Regions from separate parts of the Mus musculus genome. Here regions 1, 3, 4 and 5 are each linked to region 2. Evidence: chromatin contacts called from public HiChIP or PLAC-seq and promoter capture Hi-C data. All regions are on one chromosome and are shown on one strand. The core of a region is the stretch at or near the end of the contact, and the rest is flanking DNA. Distances in the headings are between cores, read along the strand shown.

What was found. Promoter capture Hi-C pulls out the DNA fragments that hold promoters and counts their contacts. HiChIP or PLAC-seq counts read pairs in DNA pulled down with a chosen protein or histone mark. Capture Hi-C pulls out chosen DNA fragments and counts their contacts.
Region 1: a contact with region 2 is called in an H3K27ac HiChIP or PLAC-seq map of large pre-B cells, with 5 times the contacts expected there. The contact joins the promoter of Ubtd1 here to the promoter of Slf2 in region 2. A contact is called at or near these places in 1 of 39 promoter capture datasets (cranial neural crest) and 1 of 115 datasets of contacts at active chromatin or transcription factors (large pre-B cells).
Region 3: a promoter capture Hi-C map of liver shows a contact between it and region 2, with 3 times the contacts expected there. The contact joins the promoter of Zdhhc16 here to the promoter of Slf2 in region 2. A contact is called at or near these places in 2 of 39 promoter capture datasets (cranial neural crest and frontonasal cranial neural crest), 1 of 115 datasets of contacts at active chromatin or transcription factors (large pre-B cells) and 2 of 9 other capture datasets (adipose tissue and liver).
Region 4: a contact with region 2 is called in a promoter capture Hi-C map of pre-B cells, with 3 times the contacts expected there. The contact joins the promoter of Sfr1 here to the promoter of Slf2 in region 2. A contact is called at or near these places in 1 of 39 promoter capture datasets (pre-B cells) and 1 of 484 Hi-C or Micro-C datasets (erythroblasts).
Region 5: a contact with region 2 is called in an H3K27ac HiChIP or PLAC-seq map of double positive thymocytes, with 6 times the contacts expected there. The contact joins the promoter of Pdcd11 here to the promoter of Slf2 in region 2. A contact is called at or near these places in 1 of 39 promoter capture datasets (pre-B cells) and 1 of 115 datasets of contacts at active chromatin or transcription factors (double positive thymocytes).

Annotation. Positions count from the first base shown.
Region 1 is chr19:41,980,059-41,983,349 of GRCm38.p6, forward strand. It overlaps Ubtd1 (ubiquitin domain containing 1), which reads left to right and starts at 1,705. Exons shown (of 3, transcript NM_145500.3): 1 at 1,705-1,950. The coding sequence starts at 1,881. It overlaps Mms19 (MMS19 cytosolic iron-sulfur assembly component), which reads right to left and starts at 1,078. Exons shown (of 31, transcript NM_028152.3): 1 at 941-1,078. The coding sequence starts at 1,055.
Region 2 is chr19:44,929,404-44,932,634 of GRCm38.p6, forward strand. Slf2 (SMC5-SMC6 complex localization factor 2) reads left to right here and starts at 1,716. Exons shown (of 20, transcript NM_001081225.2): 1 at 1,716-2,047. The coding sequence starts at 1,908.
Region 3 is chr19:41,931,861-41,934,940 of GRCm38.p6, forward strand. Zdhhc16 (zinc finger, DHHC domain containing 16) reads left to right here and starts at 1,585. Exons shown (of 11, transcript NM_023740.3): 1 at 1,585-1,805; 2 at 2,878-3,023. Exosc1 (exosome component 1) reads right to left here and starts at 1,454. Exons shown (of 8, transcript NM_025644.4): 1 at 1,392-1,454; 2 at 1,189-1,304. The coding sequence starts at 1,422.
Region 4 is chr19:47,730,350-47,733,447 of GRCm38.p6, forward strand. It overlaps Sfr1 (SWI5 dependent recombination repair 1), which reads left to right and starts at 1,407. Exons shown (of 4, transcript NM_026377.2): 1 at 1,407-1,472; 2 at 2,281-2,639. The coding sequence starts at 1,460.
Region 5 is chr19:47,089,179-47,092,399 of GRCm38.p6, forward strand. It overlaps Pdcd11 (programmed cell death 11), which reads left to right and starts at 1,588. Exons shown (of 36, transcript NM_011053.2): 1 at 1,588-1,689. It overlaps Atp5md (ATP synthase membrane subunit DAPIT), which reads right to left and starts at 1,469. Exons shown (of 4, transcript NM_023211.5): 1 at 1,395-1,469.

The sequences.
Region 1 (3,291 bases), core at 455-2,954, 2.9 Mb before region 2:
ACCCGCATCTATATCCATTTTTTATTCTATTTCTTAAACCCGACACTGAAGGCCTAACATTCAACATTCAGAAAGAATTCTAAAGAGGCACCCTGGATTTGTTCAAATCCTGGATAAACTCGGAACTGAGAGATTCCTGAAATTGGAACTCTGGGAAGAAGGATAAAAAAATGGGACATTAAAAAGTTATAAATCTAATTTATCAAAAAGCCTATTTGGGGCTGGAGAGATAGCTCAACAATTAAGAGGACAGACTGCTCTTGAAGAGGTCCTGAGTTTAATTCCCAGCAACCATATGATGGCTCACAATCATCTATAATGGGATCCGATGTCCTCTCCTGGTGTGTCTGACAGCGTACTCACATACTATATATATATATATATTCTTTTTTTTAAAGCCTACTAAGACACATAAGTGAATCTTTAAAGACACTAGTCATCTACACGCCCACCGACCTAGAGCCAGACTGGCTCCTCCCCTCCTCCATCCAATTACAACCACTCAAACAGCTGGAGCGCACGCTACTTCCAGGAAGGCAAGAGGCCGGAGCGTAACCCTTGGAACCCAGACCTTCTCACCTAACACTCCGCAAACAACGCGGTCCTGCGGTGCAAGCACCAGGTTTGGACCAGAACACCCGAGTCCAAGTCCCAGCTCCACTTCCGGACTCGTCTGTGCCTTGCACAAGTCTATTACTCTCGGAGAAATGTAATGATTCTCTATGGACCACAGCGAGATGCGGAATGTAAAGAAAGCTTTAAGGAAGATGCAAGCGACTCTCCAACTTGTTAGGGCAGTAGCGCTCCCAGCGGGGGCAGAGCGGCCAGAGGACCAATCACAATCACCTCTCCCTTCACTCCCTTCCCGCCGCGCGCGGGTGCTGAGGCCGCTCCCTGCGGTCCGGCCCCTGCAGAAGCCTCGCGGCGTTGTTTGCCATACCTGCAGCCACCTGGTCAGCGGGCCCCTCCTGTTGACCCATGACGAAGTCTTGCACGAGGCCACACAGGGCGCCCATAGGCGCCACTGCCTCCTCCAGACCGGTGGCGGCAGCCATGACGCTAGCCAGAGATTGTGGGAGGGGGAAGTGGGTGTGGCTACGAGATGTGTCTCTCCGCGCACGCGCCTCCATGGCCAATAGTTGGGCGCAGACTTCAGGGGCGGGGCACCTCCAGGTCACGTGCCTGCCGGCTCTGGGCCAGGCAGTCCCTTCAGGGACCTAACGGCCCCTCCCCAGAGGGCGGGGCCTGGGCCGGGGCGCGGCTCCGGGAGGGGAAGTGACTGCCGGGCACGCAGCCGGGGCGGTTGAGGGCGCATAATTCCCGGCCGCTCTCCCCGGGAGACGGGCGACAGGGCGGGCACCTGGCTGGGTGGGGCCGAGGGGCGGTACGCATCCTGGGAAAAGCCAATGAGAAAACCAGACCCGGCCCGAGGGGCGGTGCCGTCGGTCACATGCGCACCTGGGGCGGCTGGCGACCGTGGCGCGGCCACCCCAAGCGGGAGGAAGGGAGCGGGGCCGGGCCGGGGCGGGGTTAGGCAGGTGAGTGACAGGCTCCGGGGGGCCGGCCCCAGCTGGGAGCTCGGAGTGATCCTGGAGTAGCTGCGGCGGTGTCCGCCCCCTCCCTCCGCCCCTCCAGCCGGGCTGGTCTCTGGCCGGGCACTGTCGCGGGCCCCCCTGGCCTGGCCACCTCCCTCTCCGCTGGCCCGCAAAGTTTGTGGCGAAGCCGGCGTCGGGCAGAGCGCTCCCCAGGGGAGATCCAGGAGCTCTCGATGTCGGGCTGCGGGAGTCGTTGACCCGGGGACGCCGCGGTTCGGGGCAGCAGCGTGGAGCAGCCGGCCGACCGCCGCCTCTGGTGCATGGGGGACCGGCTGAGAAGCCAGCATGGGCAACTGCGTGGGGAGACAGCGCCGGGAGAGGCCGGCTGCTCCGGGACACCCCCGCAAGCGAGCAGGTAACGCCAGGAAAGGCAGCGGGGTCCCGGCGCGCTGCCAGTTGGCCCTTGCCTTGCCCGAACCTTGGGGTTCCCGAGCGACCTCGCTCGGCGCCGGGCGCTTGGGTTCCCCCACGGCTTCTCGGAGCCAGACGGGGCCCTCCCCGGCGCGGGCTGTCTGGGAAGCGAGTTGGGGTAACTGCGAGCGCTGACCCGGCCGGGAGGCCAACTCGCTCCCACCGGGAAGCTGGGGATGGGGGCGGGGGCAGGAAATGTTTCCAGACCGCGACGAGGCTGGCGGAGGGGGCCAAGCGAGTGCGCCGCGGATCTGGCAGCCCCGGCCAGGGTCGGCCGGCGGCCGGCCGGGGCGCGGCGTGGGCAGCCTGCGTCCCCAGAAGTCGGAGCGATCGAGGCGAACACAGTCGCTCATTCCAGCGAGTCACTGTGTCATTATCGGGCTGCAGGTCGTTGTCTGCGGGAATCCGACTTGTAAAAAGCAGTGCAGGACCATGGAAAATAGAAATCTTTATTTCCTCCCACCTCTCCACACGGCTTTTTGGAGCCTCGGTGGCTGTCTGGGAGTCTAGGAAAGGTGGGGTGCGGGGTGAGCGTCGCCTTCGTGTTTGTTAGGAGCGTTCTCAGCTCTTGGAATGGGATCCCTCTCAGCCATGAGAATGGGATCTGCTCTCTGGCAATCTTCGAAGCTCCAGTAGCGCGGTCTCACTTTCTTGGTACACCAGCCCTGTCCTGGCGCTTCGTTTGAGGGTCATTTCCCTGTCTTGTACTCTCTTCTCTGGGGGTGTTGCAAAGAACTTATGCAAATGATAAACTGTGGCGCGCAAAAAGACCTTCAACACTGGACTGAATTTCCAGATCTACCTCTCTTTTATGTAAAAACACAGATCCAGAGAGGTTGGGCAGCTTCCCCTAAGTCACACAGTGAGTTAGAAGTGCAACTGAGGTTGGAATCCGGTCTCTTCCCCCTTGTTACCACATACCCCTTTATGTAAGAGGAGCCACAGGCGCAGTTGTTAATGAAGTGGAAACTCTAGTTGGAGTTTCCTGTCTGCTTTGACACTGAAGGTGTGTTGTTTTGCTTGTGTAAACTGGGAAGGAAGATGGGGAGAAGCACAGGGGAAGCTGGGAAGGATGTGTGTGTGTGTGTGCTGGACAGGATGACTTGTGCAAGCAGAAACGTTTTTATGGGAGGATGGAGTAAAACTTACAAATTCCTTTTGAAAGCAACCCTGGCCTTTCTTCTGACCAAGGACTTTTGTTCGTTCATTCATTCATTCATTTATATCATTCATACATTTGATCAAGCAGAAAGCAAATAATTTTGATTTCTTGTATGCTCCATCC
Region 2 (3,231 bases), core at 466-2,965:
GCTTAGCAACAGAAGCAATTCAATCTCAGTACAATAAATTTGGAAGACCTGTTCAATTTTTTTGTGTGTGTCATTTAGGAATTTGCTCCAGCCAAGTGAGGGAACATTCCTCTCAGTTAGAGCCTGGACATTTTTGAGATTGATAGGATTTGTTTTCTTTTCTTTTTTTTTTTTTTTAGTTCCTTTGAGACAGGATCTTGCTACATAGTCAAGGCTGGACTCAATGTCTATTTCTTTCTCTCTTTAAAAAGATATCTTTTATTGCATTCATTTCGTGTGTGTATACGCTGACAGACGTCATAGGATAGCTCACCGCACTGAATCAGTTCTCTCCTTCTGCCATGTGGTCCTGGGTCATGAAAGCAAGTTCCTTTATACCATGAACTATCAGCACAGCCGCGGCCTTCTCTCTTGACCCTCCACCTCCGTCTCCCAAGTACTAGGATTACAATAGGATTACAAGCCTTCCCTAAAAAAAAAAAAAAAACTGGCCGGGTACTGCAGGAAATCTGAAGCCCAAAGGAAAGAGAATCTTGTATTTGTACCAATTACACGAGAGAATCTAAACCTGTTTACATTGCTGGGTTTTATTACTTAAAATTACCCAGAGAAGATGGGCAGTGGTGGCCCACGCCTTTAATCCCAGCATTTGGGAGGCAGAGACCGGCCATTTTTCTGAGTTCAAGGCCAGCCTGGTCTACAGTCAGTTCCAGGACAGCCAGGGCTATACAGAGAAACCCTGTGTGTGTGGGGGGGGGGGGGGGAAGTGGGGGGGACAAGGGAAATTACCCAGAGAAGTGAGTAACTATACCCATTCTATACACATGGGAAGTGAAGTTTTAAATTACTCTGACCAGTTCCTCGGTCTGCAAAAAAACCCAGCTGGAGAGATAGCTCAGTGGTTAAGAGTACTAGTTGCTACTTCCAGAGGTCCTGAGTTCAATTCCACCAACCCTAAGGTGGCTCACAACCTCATGCTCTATTGTCATTCAGGCATACATGCAAATTGAGCACCATATACATAAATAAAAACTTAAAGAAATCCAACCTAACAGCCTCTTCAAAGCACAAGTCCTTTACTGATAAGGAAAAGAAGTCTATGTGCTGCGACTTCATGGGGAAACCCATTAGAGACAAAACGCTTTGACAGAATAAAAATGTCTAATTCAATGACTGAGTGCTCCCCCGCCCCCTCCCTTACAAAACAAAACAAAACAAAACAAAAAAACGGAACAACTATATCACAGTATAGAAGATCCCTCACAGAACGGTCAAATCACATTATAAGAGAAGGAACAGAAAGGAAATGGTGACAGCATTTTGGCCTAAGATGCCAAAGTGACTATGAAATATTAGGGCAGCTGTAGCACAATCGTCACAAATGTTGGCCATCTTCACTACAGACAGCTGCAGGCTCGGTTTTACTTCTGCAAATCTCACCCCTAGCCCTCGATCAGGCGGCTGTCGCCAGCTGTCGTAACACCCGCCACTGCCTCTTCTTTCCCACTCCCACGCACCGGCCAAGGCCGCCGCGGCCCCGACGAGGAGGCGCGCGCCCCAGGCGCACGTGACGGGCCCGGGGAGGGCAGTTTTCAATCTCCCCTCCCCCTTCCAAAAAACCCGCCCTCTCCCGGCAGGCGGAGGCTTTCTATTGCGCTACCACCAGAGTGACCCTCAGGTCAGCCAATCGCGACGCGGCACCTCAAGAAAGGCCCGCCCCCTGATGGTCCTCAGGTTCCTTCCCGCTCACACCGGAGTCACTTCCGAAGAGAGAACCGCCATGAAGAGAGTAGGGGGTGCCGCCCACCTCTGCACCGACAGCCTCCCCGAGTCCCAGCAGCAAGACGGCAACCACGCACCCAGCTTCTCCAGCCACAGCTCATGCCGCCGTCGCCAGCGGCGCCGACATGACAAGGCGCTGCATGCCCGCTAGGCCAGGTTTCCCCTCATCCCCAGCCCCGGGGTCGTCGCCCCCGCGCTGCCATCTGAGACCCGGTAGTACCGCCCCTGCTGCAGCGGGAAAAAGAACAGAGAGTCCTGGGGACAGGTACAGTGCAGAGGGCTTGAGAAGGGGCCGGGTCGCGGGGGCACGGGTATAGGGGAGGACTACGGACGGCTGCTCTTCAGTTCCCGCCATCCTCAGCGAGCTCAGGCCTTGATGTTCTGGGGCCTGCAAGCCCTCGCCCCGCCTCCGCGCGGGGGCTTCTGGGAGTTGAAGTCTCCTTTTCTGTAGTTGAGGTGTTGCTTTTGGTCTAGTGACCACCAGCCTAGATGGCTGCGGAGAGCCCGCTTTAGGTAGAAGGTTGTTTTTCTCCTTTTCGAGCGCTTGCCCTGGGGCCCTCCCTTCTCGAAGCCTCTATTTAGATCGTTCTGATCCTGGTGGTTTCTTGAGTTTAATTATGTAAGATGTGATAAGGAAAACCCACGAATTACTTAATAGTACAGTGTACACGACCATTCATACTAAAAACATTTTTGGAATGCGCCTGTTTTCTCTTTGAGTGACTTTCTCCCTCACCAACAGACCTTTCTTTTTCTATTTCCTTTTTCTTCCTTTCTTTTTTTATATGGTAAGGATTTTCTGGGAGCTATGTAATGATGGAGAATTTCATCATATGACATCCTCTGACAATAAAACATTCAAATTATCTACGAACTTGGTACTGTCTTTTTTTTTTTTTTTTTAAGAATTGGTAACAGACGTTTTAAGTTTATGCTTTAATATTGTAGCACAGATTCACAATCCTTTATCTTAATTCTGAAGGACAGAAGGCTGTGAAAAACAACTATTTTCATTGCTTCCTACCACAGCCGCCTTGGCAGCCAAGCCAGGTTGATCAGAGCTAATATAAGGTTTGTGGGTGGTACTGAGTGTGAGTGTTGATAAGCTTTGCTGGAGAAATAGTAATATTTTGGCTACAGGTTGCAGCGCCAGATCCTGCTGGGGGCTGCACATAATACATTCAAGTTATTTCCCCTCCAAAATCCAATAAATTGAGAATTCTAACACGTTTGGTTCCAGCACTTTCAGATTAAAGGCTTGTAAAACTGTCATAATTTTTTTTAACCAGTTATACATAAGTAATGGATATTTCTGTGTGCTTGAACTTAGGAAACAATTATTTTACCTCTACAGAGTTCGTTTATAGTTTCATGGTTTACCAAAAGTCATTTTTCCATTCAGGTGTATTGGAGAGTAGTATTAGATTTAATACTTTAGGGGAAGGGTAT
Region 3 (3,080 bases), core at 335-2,834, 3.0 Mb before region 2:
TTCTCTACAGGAGGATCACATTCTTTGCTCTCCTCCACCTCTACTTATATTCAGATGACTAAATCCTGTCACTGTCTAGAATGCACAGAGCCTGTTACATGTTCTTATTGTACCGCACAATTCTTTTGTACATTTGCTCATGATTTCTGTCCGCCTCCTCAGTAAGAAAAGCTGTGTATTGGGCTCGTGACTCTATCCCCAGTAGCAAATAAGGGCAGCCCTGAGCAGGTCACATTGAAAGTGCTCAAGAGACATCGATGCAGTGACTAAACACACAGGCTGAGGCTGACTTTATCTCCAGAACCAACAGACTGGAATCTGTTTTTACAAATAAGCTCAACACAAAGAGAGATGTTTAGGTCTAGCCAGTTCCTAAAGAGTTTTTATTTTTTCGGGAGATTGGATCTGTGGTCCCAGGGTCAGCATACTACGTAAGCTCTGTACTGATGAGCCACAAGTCTAAGGTTTTAGTTTTTATTTATTTTTTATCGTCTTACATGTATCAACGATTGCTTTTATCTGTGCCTGTTAGAAGCTGGGGATACGCTGGTGTACCACCAATCGTGGCTCCACTTAAATGTCTAGTTGGGCAAGAATCTAGTGATCAAGAGTAACATTTAAATAAGTGCCCTGGAGGGAGATTCTTGGGCATATCGATCCTTCTGCCACCAAACCCACTTTTTTTTAGTCAGAAGGTCCAGAAGGGCTTCTCTGGGAAAAAAAAAAAACAACTAAAAAAACCGATTAAATAAAGGGGTTGAGCAGGAGTGTGTTCCAGATAGACGACACGTGAATTGCACAGGCTTCGCGACAAGAGCGAGCTTAGTGCACTAAGACACTGGAAATCGCCAGCATTACTACATTGATGTCAGTGACGTGGGACACATGAAAGCGGAGGGGTAGTCGAGATGTACCACGTGAGGAAGCTCTCGGCTGGCTGGGCTACTCTTACATTTGCGTGCTTTTCCCTCCACTTCCTTCTGTGTGCATCCACAGAACTTAAGTCAGATTAACCTAACGGGTGTGCGGCCGGTGTGCTTCAGCACAGCGCAGAGATCACAGCCGGGAGACCAAAGCGTTCTGCGGCTGAGCCACCAAAGACGCGTCCGCCCGCTCTGCCTGTGCCCAAGGACCGGAACTCAACGGCACCCGGAGAGGGAACGCGCGCTGGGTAGCCGCTTCCTTTACCGCGCCATTCTCGCTGGTCTTCATCAGGCAGCCAGCCAGCGACGAAAAGATGTAGCCATGCCGGGTGTAGGTGCCGCTGCCGGGGCTGCCTTCCTCCAAGTTACACAGACGTTCGCCTGCAGAAGACAAGCTGCCTCAGCCACGGGCTCCCAGAAGCTGGTTGCCACACAGCCTGGAACTGCGTGCGGAGACCGCTCACTTACCGGGGATGCAGTACCTCACCGGTGGTGCCATGCTTGCCACCATCCACAACCCGGATGAGAACCAAGACGACTTCTCATTGGTCAGCTAGAGGAGCGGCCTCGCAGTTACACGAGTACCAATTGGCGCCTTCGACCGCACGGGGTGTAAGAGCGAGGTCTGACTCCATTTCCCAGGCTGCCCCGGGACAGATCTCTGGGCGTGCCTTTGCGGGCTCCGGGCCTCGCGCCTGCGCAGCTGGGTGGTGATGGGCGGGCGGCGGGTCCCGGTCCGCTGGCTAGCGCTGTGGGCTGAGGGCCATGGTGGGTCAGCCTTAGCTCGGCCCGGCCTGGGTCCTGAGCTGGAAGGGGAGGCAGTGGGTGGCGGACAGGGAGACTGGGCCTAATCTGGCTGATTGAGAAGCTGGCAGGAGGCAGGTAAGAGTAAAGGCGCGGTTCTTGCTTCCCATCCGAGTCCCGGTGTCCAGGCCTTTAAGTTAAGTTCCTGATCTCTCTACGACCTGCCCTGCGTGGATGCGTCCTCCTAGGTCCGAACGCATTTTCAGCCCCAACTCGCCCATTTCATGAGTTTGAAGACTCAGATCCAGGTTTGCTTTGTACAACAAAGTGTCGAAGTTGGTTCGAGACAGCCCAAGCTTAAGCCGATTTTTTTTTTTTTTTTGGACCTGAGCCCATCATAGATGGACCCTGCTGCACCTGGAGACACAACCTTTTTCTAGTTTTGTAGAACGACAGTTTCTTCTCTTGCAGGCAGATACTCTATAGAGTGTGAGCTCCTTAACTATGAATGAGCAGCTTGACGTTAGCATAGCATTCCTTTTGCTTTTTTTTCCCTTTTAGCATGTTAGCCGGGAAAGAAGCCTTCATTAATAGAATATTGTGCTTTATTGATATCTGACATCAGCTTGAGGTGGCAAAGGTTCCGGGAGCAGCAGCTTTTTCCGGATGAAATTTGCCATGACTTTGATCTCACTTTCATCTATTGGCTCTGGAGTTTATTGCTCTCTCCCCTTCCCTCCCTGTCAGCCAGGCTTCTTTGAGATACAGATGGTGATTTAGGGGAGTGCTCTTGCCTGCTAATCTCTAATCTGGTGGCAGATGGCCACTGTGGCCTGTGGGTCCTACTGAGAGGTGGCAGTACTTGGAGTGTGGAGAAATTATGCTGGCTTTATTCCTCCTCCGTGCATTCAGGTCATTCGTGCCTTCCCGCCACATTTAGATGTAAATACGACTTTGCTTTTTCTCTGTTTCCTGAGGGAAAACTTTTTCACTTGTGGCCCATTTAATACGTCTTTTTCTAGCCTCGTCATTATCCTGATATCCCATTAGGCTGAGGGGAGAGGGTCCTGGTCTCACTCTGTTCACTCAGAGTTGATAGGCACCACAAGCTTTCCATTTTACGGGTTTGATTTCCGGTTTGATTTGTCCTCTAGGTTATTGATCTCTAGAGCTATGATTCTAATACTGGTTTTATTTCTTTGTTAATCAGAAAGGATGAGCGCAGCAAATACTTGGGTGTTATCACATTGGTGAGAGTGTCTTTGCTGGCTCCTGTACAGCTGCCAGCCTTTCCTGTTCTGCATCTCTCCAGGTCATTCATTCAACAAGTATTTATTGAATACTTCTACAAGCCAGGTATTAAGATGTTTATAAGCATTTGATTTAAACCTTGGGCATATGTGTGTATATGTA
Region 4 (3,098 bases), core at 157-2,656, 2.8 Mb after region 2:
AATATGCTTGACTAAATGTTCCTTTGGTGTTTTGCATGATTCTAGCTGCCTCTCATACATTATCATTGAATTTCCCTGTCTCTAGGAGGTGAATATTGTTCTCATTTACCAAGCCATCGAACTGAGGTCCACGGCCACACTACACTCCATTGCACAAAACAAAAACAAACCAAAGAAGAAACCGTGGTGCCAGGACTCTAATCTAGGCAATTGCAACATCTGCAGATCTAATCACCTCATTAAGTTCCTTTAGGTTCTGTATTTATTAACTGACCGCCTAGGAGTCTAATCAGTTCTTTCGGGTTACTTTAAAGCCACTATTAGCAGATATTCGGAAAGAGAGCTGTCCCTTATTACAAACTTCCCAGTGACTCACAAGTTAGCTCAACTTCTCTACACCCACGGCTCCACCCAAGCTAGTTCATTTTGCTGTTGCATAGCAACAGAACATCCTGAACACTAGAAGGCCGTGCAGCCTCCCAGAGTCTAGCAAGGGGCCTCCTGGGGGCCCCCAGAGCCTAGCAAGGGGGCATCCCGGGAGTCGAGCCAGGGTCTAGCAAGGGGCCTCCCGGGGGCCCCCCAGAGTCTAGCAAGGGGCACCCCCAGGAGTCGAGCCAGGGTCTAGCAAGGGGCCTCGGGGGGGGGGGGGCAGGATCAAGCAAGGGGTTTAGTTCTCAAATATCTGAATTCTAGTCCGAACCTGTCGGATCGACCGCGCCCCGCTTCCTGTTCTGCGCCATAATACACTTCCTTAGGTTATTTTTTTCTCAGATTTGACCAAAACATGTGAAGCCAAGCAGAGGTGGGCACAGACCAAAATAAGGGGGCGAGTCCGCAAGGCAGGCTGGGGATGCCCTCTACTGTTTATGCAGAGACACCCACATAGACTCCGAGCCAGCAGGGAGCCGAGCGGGCCCCGCGGTTTCCGGCCCTGCCACGTCTGAGGAAAAGCCTTTGCGGTGGGGAAAGCCGAGCCTGCCAGGGGGCGAGCGCTGCCAGAGGGCGGTGCTCTCGGGCGCGCCACCCTGACGATACCCACCCCGCCCCCAACCCCACCAGGGAAGCTGCTCGGGAAGGCAGCTGGCACCGCAACTCCCAAAGGCAGTGGCGAGCGGAAGCGCGCCCCCCTCAGGCCCCTCCAAGGGCCTAACATCGTTTTTTCCATGGACGCCACCCCACGGCTGGCGGCCGCGCGCGCGTAGCCGAGCCCTGGAGCGCGCCGGCCAGCCCTGCCAATCACGAGCCGCGCCCGCCTCCCGCCAGGCCCCGCTCCGCCCCGTGGCCCAGGCCCGCGGCCCGCCGCGCACGCGCAGTCGGAGCTGTACGGAGCACATCCGCCTGCTCCGGCCAAGCTAGCCAATCGTACGTCTCTTCTCCGGTGAGGCTCCGCCCCCGGGGCGAGGTCAGTGGGCTGCGGGCGCTCCGCTGGCTGTGTGTACGGTGTGTCGCCGCTGTGAGCATGGCTGAGGAAGGTACTGAGCTTTCTCCCTGGGGTTGGCCTGAGCGGCAGGCCTGCGGGTGTCTGGGTATCTGACGGAGAAGCTCTCTCCGGCGTCGCGGGAGCTCGGCCTCCTGCTCTGTGGGATAGAGGGCTTTCTGTGGCGAGGGAGGCGGAGGAGTGGAGGAGGAGGGCTACGGGGTTGCTGAAGAGAAGGGAGCTGGGGGGAGCGCGCTTTCTGTGGTGGGGGGACGGGGTGGGGAAAGGGGGAGCTGAGTGGGGTGCGGGGACGGGGGGAGGGCTTTCTGTGGTGAGGAGGGAGGGGAAAGGGGGAGGGAGAGTGGGCGGGGCTTTGTGGAGAAGATGGACGGGGCTGGGGAGGAGGGCGGAGTCTTTGACCATAGTAAACCCAAAGGGGCAGATGCTGCTTTCTGACACCTCGGGACTCGTTCTTGGTTCTAGGCGCAAAGCTTTTAAGAGTCAAGATTCAGGCTGTATTGCTTTTATTTACGAAATTATAACAAAAATTAAAGTTCTTGACTAGTTATAGTTCCCCTTCCTGAAACGCAAATTTTTGGGGGTGTTTTGAAGGGAAAAAAAGAAAGACAGTGAGATACTAGCTGGTTTATTTGTCGTGAAAGAAACAGGACTTGGTTACTTCCCCATGTGGAGAGGTAAATGGAAAATATGAGAAGAATTAGAATAAATTATAGCTACATGTAATTGGAAGAAATGGCTGACTATTTTTGGTGTTTAGTTCACTGAAGAAAATTTTGTTCAGAAAAATTGAGGTCTGTTTTGAGATAATTTGATTATCATTCGCGTCTTTTCTTTTTGATAAGGAAATCAGGAGTTCACTTCCAAGATGGAAAACTCATCAGATTCAGCATCGACTTCACCTGATGCTCCTCAGCCCAGTGAGAATCCACCATCACCACCGACTTCACCTGCCGCTCCTCAGACCAGTGAGAATCCACCATCACCACCGACTTCACCTGCCGTTCCTCAGACCAGGGAGAATCCACCATCACCACCGACTTCACCTGCCGCTCCTCAGCCCAGGGAGAATCCACCATCACCACCGACTTCACCTGCCGCTCCTCAGCCCAGGGAGAATCCACCATCACCCCCGACTTCACCTGCCGCTCCTCAGCCCAGGGAGAATCCACCATCACCCCATTCGAATAGTTCAGGAAAACAAGTATGGATATCTGTGTTGTCCTCTATCCCCCACCCCCATCTGTTCTGTTCCAGAGTATTCTGATAGTGCCAGTTTTAAGGCTACTGGAGTGTGAATTAATATGTAGCTCATACCTTTCTAACTGCCAAGATTTTCTTCTTGAATCGGTTCATTTTGTTTAATTTCTTATGAGGTTACTGCGATGCTCCAAACCAAGGAAACTTGAATCTGTACAGTATTTCTTAGGGGGAAGTCTTTGGTAGCAGGTCTTCTCCTTAGTTTATAGTTCTGAAGCATTTCTAGTATTATCAGGCAAATACTAGCTGCCAGTGGCAGGCGAAGTGTCTCAGTCCTATTTTAGTTAACCTTGCTAAAGTAAGACTATAGGTAGCCTCTGGATATTAGAGACATTGGTGATGCTCGCATGAGATTTGTGGAAACAGAAAGCCATCCATTGTACCTATCGTAGAAGCATATAGC
Region 5 (3,221 bases), core at 338-2,837, 2.2 Mb after region 2:
AAGGTGATATTAAGGCTTAAAGCACCTTCCAACAAACTGCATATTGTTTTAGGACAATGACCTTTTTTAACAGTTAATATTGTTAACAATGCCCTGTATGGAATTTTTATTTTATTTTATTTATCTCAGTCTGTAGCCCCAGATGCCTGTACTCACTACATAGATTAGGCTGGCCTTGAAATTACAGAGATCTGCCCAACAGTGTTGGGACTAGAGGGACAAGCCATTCACACCTGGCAATAGGAACAAATAAAACTAAAATGTCCTGTCCTTGCAGTCATGTGCAAGCTTAGAGCCATTTGGTAGTGGAAAAAAATCACCAAAGACTAATAATTGTGAGCCTGTGAGTTAGTATTTTTTAAAAAAATGTACTACTGTTGAACAGCAGCCTGCTACAAAGTCTAAGCTGACAGGTTTTGCTTCTGTTTCTAAATAATCCAATAACTACTATTAAATACCACCAGCCTTTCCATGTGAAATGGGCATTTCATTAAAGTCTTGGGGTGAGCAGCTGCCCTTGCTTTGTAACAGGCTCCTGGATACAGCTATTCCCGTCTTATGGGCACCTATCTGGAGTAGTGCCATCACCAGGTATAAGGAAGATGAAAGTCAAAGGACCACAAGCAGCAAACAGCCTCTGTGGAAACCCTTGCACTGATCAAACACGGCAGTGACTCTCAACCTTCCTAATGCTGCGACCTTCCTTCTGTTGTGGTGAAACCTCTCTTCCCCCTCCCCCAATAAAATTATTCCGTTGCTCCTTCACAGCTGTAATTTTGCTACGGCTAGGAGTCTCGTAATGTAAATAAATATTTTTGGAGATAGAGGCTTGTCAAAGCGATCATGATCCACAGGTTCAGAACCGCTGGGATACAAAATCTAATCCGTTTTTAGAGCCCAGGCCTGGAGAACCGCAGGGCCATTCCACGTTTACTCTGGTTTTGACAAAGGCCACGGCGCAGGTAAAGGAGACCTGGTTTCCCGATCGCAGCTCGGAGGAAACAAATCGCTATGGCCATAGAGGCCAAGACACACGAACTCTGCCAGAGATGGGGTCAAAATCCAGAGTCCTCTCTCAACATCCACTGGATGGATGACCTTGGGGAGCTCCCCTCTCGACCGGCCTCACTCCCAATCCACACTGGGAAGTGGGGCATAAGGCTCTCCGCTAACCGTGCGAGCCCTGGGGCGCTCGTCACTCGCGGTGCTGAGGCTTCCTAGATCCGCCATGGGGCCCTGACCCTCATTTTCTCCAGCGCCTTTCCCATTCCCCAGCGTCTCCCCGCAAAAAGAAAACCTCGCGCTGTTCCGGGGCTGGAAAAACGGCCAGACTCTAGTCGGCCCTACAAAGCTCAATCACCGGACCGAGCAGCCAAGAGCGCTTTCTCACCCACCTTCGTCCGAACCCCAAACTCGGCGGCCGATGTCCTTCAACAAACCTAGCGACGAGCTCGGCCCGACCGGAAGACGCCCCCTCCCCGCACGCGACCGACAGGCCGCGACGACTCGGCCCTCGGCGTGGATTGGCTATAAACGCCAAGTCCCGCCCTTCTACTTCCCGTTTCAGCCGGCGTCAGACCCGACGTCAGAACGGAAGTAGCCCTGGTCTTACCTACGCTCGTGGACGAGTCGCGTGGAGCTGTCGGCTCCCTGTTCTGCGCGTGCGATTGCGTTGAGACGCTCCGTGAGGTATGCGGCGGTGGGAGCCTTGGGGCTGATGACACGGGAGCTTCGGCGTGGAGGGAGGAGACTTCATGCCTGTCACCTCGGCTTCCTGGCCTGGGTCTCCGGGTTTCGTGCTAAGCACAGTTGGCTTGGGATGGGAGGTCTTATTCCCTCAATCCCCTCGGAGCTAGCAGTTCATGCAAGCCATGCTGTCCTCTGCAGGTACCTTAAGTGCCTTCTCTACGTGATCGCCAGACTGTTTGGTGCCTCGGTCTCATCGGGTCTATAATGGGAACTATAGAGTCCCAGCGAAGTAGACCTTGTGAGCTATACTGTTTCTACGAAGCATGCACCCATAACAGAACAAACCTTACATTTTTCGTTCGTCGTCCCTTTCACAGTCTCACTCGGCTACTAAAGTTTTCTTCCTAGGTATCCCAGAACCAACCAGGCTGCCCTGCGTCTTCATTTATACCTCGTCTTGGTTCTCATGGTTTCCCTGATGTGCATCGTTTAAATCCTTACACTGGCTTTCACTTCTGTCCAATCTGTAGACTGAGGAATATTCTCCATTATTTTGTCACGTTCCCCATGGCTCTGAAGTACCAAGTAAACGCAAACTATTAATTTTTTAAGTATCTTTCACCAAAGAGCCAAATTATTTTCTAAAATATAAGTTGTTACCATGCTTTATTTTCCCTGTAGCTTAATTGAATAATTCAGCTTTTTAGAAAGCCTTTGAAGAGTTGTTTGACAGGCAACTGGTTGGTGTATTTTGAGAAATAAACTTTTTCTTTCTTTCTTTCTTTCTTTTTTTTTTTTTTTTTTTGAGACATAGTTTCTCTGTATAGCTCTGGCTGTCCTGGAACTCACTTTGTAGACCAGGCTGGCCTCGAACTCAGAAATCCGCCTGCCTCTGCCTCCCAAAGTGCTGGGATTAAAGGCATGTGTCATCACGCCTGGCAAACTTTTTCTTGTTTCTCTGTTGTTGTTGTTGTTGTTGTTGTTTTTAGCATTGTCTACCATCATATTTCTATTTACTATTATTATAGTTATTTTTGAGACAGGGTCTCATTATGGAGTCCTGTCTTGTCTGAAACTCACAGAGATAGGCCTTCCTCTGCCTCCCAAGTGCTGGAGTTAAAGGCATGGACCACCAGACCCGGTTCTTTATTTATTTAATGTACAGCTCAAAAGCATCATTCTTATGAAGTGTTCATCTTTACAGAATCCTGCCACTTCTCTTTTGTTTATGCATTATAATCTGACTTGTATCTTAAATTACTTTTTTCCCCCCTGAGACAGGGTTTCTCTGTATAGCCCTGGCTGTCCTGGAACTCACTCTGTAGACCAGGCTGGCCTTGAACTCAAAATCCGCCTGCCTCTGCCTCCCAAGTGCTGGGATTAAAGGCGTGCGCCACCACTGCCCGGCTTACCTTAATTTACCTACATTTTGTTTTCTAAATAATGTATGTTTGGCGGTATGGAATTATATATATATACACACACCTCACATAATTACAATGATTAACACTAAATGAACATTTGCTACATAG